Linked DNA regions of Mus musculus: region 1 is linked to region 2. Evidence: chromatin contacts called from public ChIA-PET data. All regions are on one chromosome and are shown on one strand. The core of a region is the stretch at or near the end of the contact, and the rest is flanking DNA. Distances in the headings are between cores, read along the strand shown. Region 1 holds the start of 4930417O13Rik (RIKEN cDNA 4930417O13 gene). Region 2 has its middle 5.0 kb from the start of Gm32673.

The links. ChIA-PET counts read pairs in DNA pulled down with a chosen protein or histone mark.
Region 1: a contact with region 2 is called in an RNA polymerase II ChIA-PET map of memory CD8 T cells, with 12 read pairs. The contact joins the promoter of 4930417O13Rik here to the enhancer-like site in region 2. A contact is called at or near these places in 1 of 15 datasets of contacts at CTCF or cohesin (the NIH/3T3 cell line), 26 of 484 Hi-C or Micro-C datasets (B cells, the HL-1 cell line, the N1E-115 cell line and 10 more) and 9 of 115 datasets of contacts at active chromatin or transcription factors (DN3 thymocytes, the NIH/3T3 cell line, bone marrow-derived dendritic cells and 4 more).

The regions. Positions count from the first base shown.
Region 1 is chr6:125,263,021-125,267,592 of GRCm38.p6, forward strand. It overlaps 4930417O13Rik (RIKEN cDNA 4930417O13 gene), which reads left to right and starts at 2,505. Exons shown (of 4, transcript NR_015527.1): 1 at 2,505-3,049; 2 at 3,380-3,506.
Region 2 is chr6:125,423,777-125,428,148 of GRCm38.p6, forward strand. No RefSeq gene overlaps it. Among named protein-coding and RNA genes, the nearest start is that of Gm32673, 5.0 kb to the right of the region's middle. Within about 2 kb of position 2,820, at least 357 of the 459 cell types and tissues checked have an H3K27ac peak or open chromatin away from gene starts, as enhancers often do. A contact at or near this core is called in DN3 thymocytes, the HL-1 cell line, the N1E-115 cell line and 13 more, where this site is marked.

The DNA.
Region 1 (4,572 bases), core at 1,255-3,754, 160 kb before region 2:
GGAGAGCCAGACATCACCTGGAAGCTCACAGCCAACTGCCTGGAGTGCACAGAGCAGCAGAAACAACAAAAGGGATTCTGAGTGCTCCCAGCTCCTGCAGAGGACCCTGTTTCAGTTCCCAGCACCCACATCAGGTGGCTCCCAACCGCCTGAAACTCCAGTGCCAAGGGATCGAATGCCCTCTTACGGTCTCTGTGGGCACTGCATGCATGTGGGGCACATACAGACAAGACACACATAAGTAAGAACACATTTAAAGCCTGGCTGAGATGCTACACACTTTTCATCTCAGCACTCAGGAGGCAGGAGCAGGCTGATCTCTGAGTTCGAGGCCAGCCTGGTCTACAGAGTGAGTTCCAGGACAGCCAGGGCTACACAGAGAAACCCTGTCTCGAAAAAACAAAAACAAACGAACACACACACAAAATGCAAAAGTTGTCCTCTGACATGTGATGGCATGCAAATGTGCATGTGTATGTGTATGAGTGTGTTTGCACCCCAACACCTTCCCCACACTAATAATAATGGTAACAATAATAATAATACCCCTAAGTGAGTACTTCCTACCACTCCATGCTCTCTGGCCGCTTCCCTTCCTCCCTCAGGTGCTATCTTTTCATATGAGAAGTTTTTAAATCTTGAGTTGTAGTGATCTATTTTTTTCCTTTGTTGCTTATTCTTTTGGTGGTGTACTTAGGAAACTGTCGCCTAATCTAAGGTCACAGAGGTTGCCACCTCTTTCCTTCTAATGGCTTTGTAGTTTTAATTCTTTTTTTCTTTTCTTTCCTTTTCTTTTCTTTTCTTTCTTTTTTTTTCCGAGACAGGGCTTCTCTGTATAGCCCTGGCTGTCCTGGAACTCACTTTGTAGACCAGGCTGGCCTCAAACTCAGAAATCCGTCTGCCTCTGCCTCCCGAGTGCTGGGATTAAAGGCGTGCGCCACCACGCCCAGCCTGTAGTTTTAATTCTTGTATTTCACTGCTGAGCGGTGTCTCAGTGCCTGAAGTCAGAAGAAAACTATTCTTACACTGGAGGGTCTTGGTAACCATCAATTGGCCTATGGCTTGATTTCTGGACTCTCAGTTTTATTCCATTAATCTATGTCCATCTTTATGTCGCTCTCACAGTTTTGATTACAGTTTTATAGTAAGTTTTGACATCAAGAAGTATAAACTCGGAGTGGTACTGTATGCTTATGTAATCCCAGCAGTAAGGTGGCAGAGGCAGGAGGATTACTGTAAGTAAAAGTTCAGCCTGCGCTACATAGCGAGACCTGTCTCAGAAGAGAAGAGAAAGGAAACTGGAAAGAATGAGTTAGTGGGTTTTGATCTTTTCTGAAATAATGTTTTGTTTTTACACTAATTTGTTCACTCATTTTGTGTGTGGTGTGGGTGGGAGTGTGTCGCGGCACGTATGTGGAGGTCAGAGGTCAGTTTACAGAAGTTGATGCTCTCCTGCCACCGTTGGAGGTCCCAGGGATTCAGTTCAGGTAGCCAGGCTTGGTGGCAAATGTCTTTAATTGCTGAACCATCTTTCTGGCCTCTCTAAAGTATTTTGGCTATTCCGTGCCTCTTGAATCGCCGTATGACTTTTAGGATCAGTTTCATTTCTGCAAAAAGGGGCAATTGAAATTTTTATAGGCATTGTCTTGGACTCACTGGTGGGAGTTGGCAGAATTATCACAATAACACAATCAGGTTTTCCAACCCATGAACACCAAATCTTCTGATATATTTAGTACTAAATGCCTTTAAACAATGTTTTGTGACTTTTCATTGTAGAAGTCTTACAATTTATTTGTTGACTTTCTTGGTAAGGTTTTAATCTTTCTGATGCTATGGTAAGTGGAATTCCCCCCTCCCCTAGTTTTTTCTTGTTTTGTTTCTGAGACAGGGTTTCTCTGAAAGAGAGCTCTGCCTGTCCGTGAACTTGCTTTGTCAACCAGGCTAACTTTGAACTCACAGGGAACTGCCTGCCTCTGCCTCCCCAGTGCTGGGATTAAAGATATGCACTCTTGGTTCCTTTGTTTTTTAAATTAATTAATTAGTTGATTAATTAATTAAAAAAAACCAGTGTCTCATGTATTCCAGGATGGCCTCAAATTGATTTTGTGGCTAAGAATGACCGTGAACACCTGATTCTGTCTCTACTCCTAAGCACTAAGTGACACTGTGACACTTCACCCAGCTGATGTCAGGCTACCCGCTGCTTACGTTACTTATTTTTCTATTTAGACAGGGTCTCCTGTAGTTTCTGCTAGCCTCAGCCTGACTCCACGTGTCTCCCTCCCAAGTGCTGGAGGTGGCAGATGAGCGGCACAGTGCCTGGCTGTGTTGACTTTTGAAGAAGGCAGCTGTTTTCTCTGCGGGCAGGAAGGTGGCAGCAGGACGTGTAGGTGTGTTGCTATGACACCGTGTGCTGCTGTTGTCACGTAACTTCTCTGAAGTCATAGATGGCGAGTTAGATTCTGTGACACAAAGGGAAGCGTGTCTGACTAATTATTCCCACACTGCCTTCGCTTCTGAGGGCTCCCTGGCCTGGGAGAGTTTGAGCAGAAGTGTAAGTTTGGGTCTACAGAGCTCTCGATGTCCTGACCCTTCACTCCTGTAGGATTTGGGCTAGCCCCTTCTGAAGGAACAGGGACCCCTTTAGTGGGCACAGGCTGTGGTCATATTTCTTTTCTCTTTTTCTTTTCTAATGTTTTTGAGGTAGCCTAGGCTGACCTCTGAGGATAGCCCAAGTGCTGACACTTCAGGTGTGTGACACCATGCCTGGCTACCGTCACATTTTGTCACATGCCTTTTGCCTGTACTTACTGACTGGAGAGCTGTTTATTCATGCTTTGCCCATGTCAAAACTGGATAACTGATTCTTCTCTTTCACCTACAAGTTAGACCAGGATGGGCATTTTCATGAGCCTATTGCCTAGGGAGGTTTGTAAATGATAGACACAGGCAAGGCGGGGCCAGAGGAGGCTGAGGTGAAAATCCAAGGAAAAATCCAAGAGTCAGTCAGATGGCAAAGAACTGAAGAAATACTGGACCATTGGAGGTATAAATGTCTGTTTGCCCTCTGCTTCTCTGGTTGTTAGTGGGGTGAGCTGCTCAAGGACTTTGAATGAGTCTGTCTGTGCTGTAACCGGGAGGGTGGGTGGATCGGTGCTGATGCTCCTAGGGAGCATGTGAGCAATGGTGTCAGGTACTGAGCTGCGCAGGACGCAGGGCTGGTAAATGTGTCCTGGAACGACTCAGTCACCAGCTCCTGCCTTCTCTGCCAGGCGTGAGAGCAGCATGAGAAGTCAGGGTTCCAGGCAAAGAGTAAAGGAACCCGGGAGGTCAAGGCACGGGGCGGGCAGGTGGAACAGAATATCACCCTTCCTAGGGTTCCCAGTGGGAAAGTGCGAACTTCAGGACGGGCCGTGTGGAGACTTCTGGGGCTGAGACGTGACTAACACATTTCCATGCTGAAGGATGTGGTGGACTGGCAAGGGACTAGAATAAGAGATGACGTGAGTTTCTGTGTGTTTTCTGATCCTTTTTATTATTATTTTTTAAAGATTTACTTATTTTATGTATGTGAGTACACTATAGCTGTACAGATGGTTGTGAGCCTTTATGTGGTTGTTGGTCATTGAATTTTTTTAGGACCTCTGCTCACTCTGGTCAATCCTGCTCGCTCAGTCCCTGCTCGCTTCAGCCCAAAGATTTATTTATTATTATGCATAAGTACACTGTAGCTGTCTTCAGACGCACCAGAAGAGGGCGTCAGATCTCATTATGGATGGTTGTGAGCCACCCCCTGCCAGCTCTGATCCTTTTTATTTTTTAAGACAAGGGCTGTCTGTGTAGTCCAATGACTTAGTACTTACTGCCCAGACCCTTGTCCTCCTGCCTCCTCCTCCTCTCAAGCCCTGAGACTACAGATTCACACCACCACGCCCAGCTGTTTGTATAGTTCGGGATTAGAGAGTAGAGAAAAATGGTCTGGGAGTAATTACTGACATTGTAGACAAAGAATAGATTATTGTTCATCAAGTAAACATTCTACTGTCCCTTATGCCTTTTAAGTTCAAAGTACGCATTTTGTTGTTTTATTATGAAGCTCTACATATGTACGTGCTGGCGATTCAAACTCAGCCCTCAGATGGCTGTGTAACACCTTGCATAGATAAACACTGGGCCATTTCTGCAGACCCATCTTTCTTTTCTTTCTTTCTTGTTTGAGACAGGGTCTCACTACATAGCCCTGGTTGGTTCAATAACTTCCCACTGTGCTTCATTCCCATTTGTCCTTTTAAAATTAAAATTTTATTAACTCAGCTTGAACAATTTAAGCTCCACTATAAATATAGTCCATTGGAGTCTCTTAAATATTTTAAATCTCTCATCTAAATTTAACATCCAGTATATTTGATTTTCTCTTAAAGCGTTTCGATGCGTGACAGGGCAGTGTCTCTTTAGACATCGTTTCAACTTACTGGGCAGCCTAGGCTGCCTATGAACACCTGATCTTCCTGCTTCAGCCTCCTAAGTGCTGGTATTATAAGAGTATATTACCATTAGTCAGACATCTAA
Region 2 (4,372 bases), core at 1,570-4,069:
ACTTGGTTACTGGACCTTTGTAGATTGACAGTCAAAGAGTTTGTGAGCCTCCGCTAGTCAAATGCTGTGCCCCAGCTCCTCCTGAGGAAACTTTGCCTCTCTCTCTTTTGCATGTCCTTGGGAGCAGTGGAATCCTGTTTTGAATTCCTAGTAAGACTTTGAATTGTACTAGCCCCACGGGTCAGGCCATGCCTATGGTTTACAGTTTGGGTGTATTCTTTTTATTGCTTTAATTTTTTCTCCCTTGGCTTCAAACTCCAATGTGTAGCTGAATCTGGCTTTCAACTCCTGCTCCTCCTGCCTCTTCCTTCCAAGTGTCAGGATAACAAAGACAGATGTGAACCACTACATCTGGCTCTGTTCTTTTGTTTCTGGTGTGTGTGTGTGTGTGTGTGTGTGTGTGTGTGCTGCTGTGACGGAACCCCCAGTGTACCCCCACTGAGCTAGGAGATCAACCTCAAGGCTCCTCTTCTGGGGGACAATCTCCCTCTGTGGCCTTCAGGAGAAGGCAGGCATCTGGGATTTGCCTGCCAAGGGGGAAGTGCTCCCCACTGCCTCTGAGGTCTGAGCTCTGTGACTCACAGCCATTGAAATTTGATGGTGTTGATCCAGAGCTGGCTTTTTCCAGCTTGTTCTGAAGGCAGCCTCCTGCAGGTTTCACTCACATGACCGGCTCCCCTTTTCCTTGTAAACTAAGCCATTCTGCTTTTTCCATGGCACTAAAAATCTTCCCAGGTCGGCTTCTCAAGGATCCAGACATCCTCCATTTGATTTTTCTTATTTTCATTCTTTAAGATTTTGACATTCTTGGAGTAATGCAGGCAAGGCACCCACCAACCCTGGTGTGTTTATAAAAACATAAAAAGAGGGGTATGCCGGGCGTGGTGGCGCACGCCTTTAATCCTAGCACTCGGGAGGCAGAGGCAGGCGGATTTCTGAGTTCGAGGCCAGCCTGGTCTACAGAGTGAGTTCCAGGGCAGCCAGGGCTATACAGAGAAACCCTGTCTCGAAAAACAAAACAAAACAAAAAAGAGGGGGTATATATTCTATGGGGGCGTGGTGAGGTATGGGGGGGGGAAGGAGGTTCCTCCGCGGGCCCATGCTGAGGCATCCCCTTCCCCGAGGGACCAGCCACACAAAGGTATAGTATAGAATAGAGTTTATTCAGGGTATGGGGAGGGGAGTTAAGAGGGTAGTAGAGGCAGAGAAAGGCAGAGAGAGGGAGAATAGAAGAGTAGAGGCTGGCCATGAGCACATGGAGAGATGGGGAAGGGAAGAACAAGGTAGCAAGAGAGGAACAAGGAGGGAGAAAGGGGCAAGCAGTGGGTCAGGCCTACCTGGCTATTGACAGGTAACTGTGGGGCGGAGCTTAGACAGAACGCTAACAGACCCCTTCCTGAAGTCCTCTCTCGCCCCAGAGATGCGGCATGGGGCGGTCGCATCAGGTTTGAAGCTCTTTTCTCCTGCAGGCAAGCTCAGTAATCCAGGCTCTTTGCTGTGTAGTTTATGCTGCTTTAGCATCTGCAATCCTGCCTCAGGCTACTCTGTGGTGGTGCGATCATAGGTTTCCCCGCTATGCCTACGACGGTTGTTTAGGACATCTGGGCTCCTTGCGTGTACAGGAGCTCAAACCGGTCATTGAATCTCAAGACAGTCACCCTCCTGGGCACTGAAAAGACAGTGTGTGGGAAACCAGAAACCACTCACCAGCCTCTCGCTTCCTAGGGGCCAGTGGGGTGGGTGGAGGGGGTGGGGCTAGGGAAGTGGGAGGTGCTTAGGTTTGTTATGGATGTCACTGCTACCCAAAGGGTGGGTTAGTGACTCATAGCTGCTGGAGCCTACAGGTGGGGTTGAGTGAGTCACTTTTATTCCTCAAGGGAGGGCCGAGGTGGGATGGAATGGAGGGGACCACGGAGTTGGAAAGAAATGAGGGATTTATATCTGAGAATTGGAGCTGTAAGACCTTGAGAAACGAACCTTCATTTCCTGTTAGCTGACCTGTCCGTGGGAAATGATCCCTACACTCCACATTATTGTGGAATTAAATGAAAGTGTTGCTTACACAACTGAGTGTGTACTGGGCATGGTGACTCACTCCTTTACCCAGCACTGTGATCTCTGTGAGTTCAAGGCCAGCCTGGTCTACAAAGCAAGTTCCATTTCAGCAGGGCTGTCACACAGAGAAACCCTGTCTCAAAAATAACAACAACAATAACATAAAAAAATCCACCATAAACCAAGAAACAAACTACAAATAGCGGTAGTGCCATCGCTTAAATCTTCATTTAGTTCCTGAAAACAGGCAGGGTAATAATATCTACTTCCTTTAGAGATTAAGGGCATTAAATAACGTATGCAAACTCTCTGCACAATGGTATTGGGTAAACGTTGTCCATTTTCATCAGCTGGGGGGGGGGGGTGTCACTGGTTTGTCAATGAATTCTCTGCTGTCTTAAGACCAAAAGGAGAAATGAGTCTGAGGGGTGACAATTAGGCTGCATTAGGTTGGGACCAGGCCAGCAATCCACTTGCGCCCGAATTGTGAGCCTACTAGGTGCTCACATGCTCATATTTGGTGTCACGCCTCCACAGAGGGCTCGAAAGAGATGAAAACCAACTGATAAGGAAGTGTTTGTGCTTGCCTCCTTCCTTTGAACCTCAAATTTATCTAAATAGAGATCTAACTTGGAACCAGGGTCCCAGGTTGCGCTTTCTGATGTGGCCTCCAGGGGGCGCATCCCCTTTGGGGCGCTCTGTGTGGCCGTGGAAGCTGCGGTGACTGTCGGAGGCAGGAGGATGAGTCAGCCTCCGAGGCTTCCGGCGTCCATTGGGTCCTGCTGCCCGCTCGGCCGCGCCCTGCCCGCGGGCTCCCGCCCGAGTCACCCTCTGGTATGGACCTGCAGCTCTGCAGGAGCTCAGGCCTTCCTTGCTGCCTGGGGGCAATATGGCCAGCCCTCTGGAGTGGTGGGCTTCCCGCGGGCGTGTGACCCCTCTCTCCACAGGGCCAGGGATTGCTTCCCTGCCCAAGTTCCAGGGCTTCAGGGCCCCGGGGCTGGCATGGGATGTGCTAGGACTGGGCAGCAGGAGGGACATCACGGAGGAAAATTTGCCACTATTCTCCACTTGGGGAGCCATGGAGCCTGGCCAGTTCCTCTGGATCCCCAAGAGTGTTCTCCCTCTGCTTAAAGTCAGAAAGAACAGACACCCCACCCCCACCCCCACCCCCCCACCCCCACCCCCGCGCTCCCATGCCCCTAGCCCTTTCCCTTGGCTTCTAGCTACAGATTTAGAACAGGGCTTGAGACTAGCTCAGCCAGTGTGGATGGTAAATTGGAAGATTTGGTTGATTCTGGGAGGGCCTCCCAATGAGTCACCATCCCTGGGAAGAGGTAACTCCCAGATGCCCAGGAGCTATCGGCCTCCCACTCAAGAGGAACTTGGAAGTAATGTCTAGCACAGAACACCTAACATTGTATATATATAGTAATGTCCATATTATTATATATGTATACTTTTAGATAGAAAGTTATAATTAAAATACATGAATCATATAGATCTCTGTGCATGTATACACATGTACTTTACAGGGCACCTCCTGTAAACTAGCTGTTGTCCCAGTGGCTCTACAGGAATTAATTATCTCAGACAGTTTTCACAGGACACTGGGGCATACGTACTATTATTGTTCCCATATGGTAGCTGAGGAAGTCTGAGCTCAGAGAGTAACTTTTGAGTGGGTGTGATGTCTGTCTGTAAACCAAGCAATTGGGTGGTAGAATCAGGAGGGCCAGTGTAACAGGCTCCAGACTGTAGCATAACTGACTCCATATTGGAAGAGCCATTCACTCAGCACGTAGACAGCATCACCTGCCAAAACCGTAAACAAAGACCTAATCCATCAAAGTCCATAGTCATGGGAACGTCTCTAAATGTGCTCACCCGGCTTTTGGGTGGCTGTAGTTCTGCTTCTGGCTAACTGTTCTTGCTAACTGAAGTGTGTCAACCCAGGACAAGTGTGTGTGTGTGTGTGTGTGTGTGTGTGTGTGTGTGTGTGTGTGTGCTTAAAAGCTCACCCCGACAGAGACTTGGGGCTACACTATGGGATCCTGAATGCCTGTGTAGCCATGTGCCAGCTAATGAAGATTCTATTGGCTTAAACCCATGCCCAGGCAGTCTTCTCTGGTGGATACCCCACAACATCAGGAGTTCAGGACTCTTCTCAGCTATGTGCTGAGCTGAAAGTCCACCCAGGATACATGAGACTTTGTTTGGAGGGGGGGAAGGGGGGAGGGGAAGGGGAGGAGGAGGAGGAGGAGATGAGGAGGGGTGGAGGAGGAGGAGGAGATGAGGAGGGGTGGAGGAGGAGGAGATG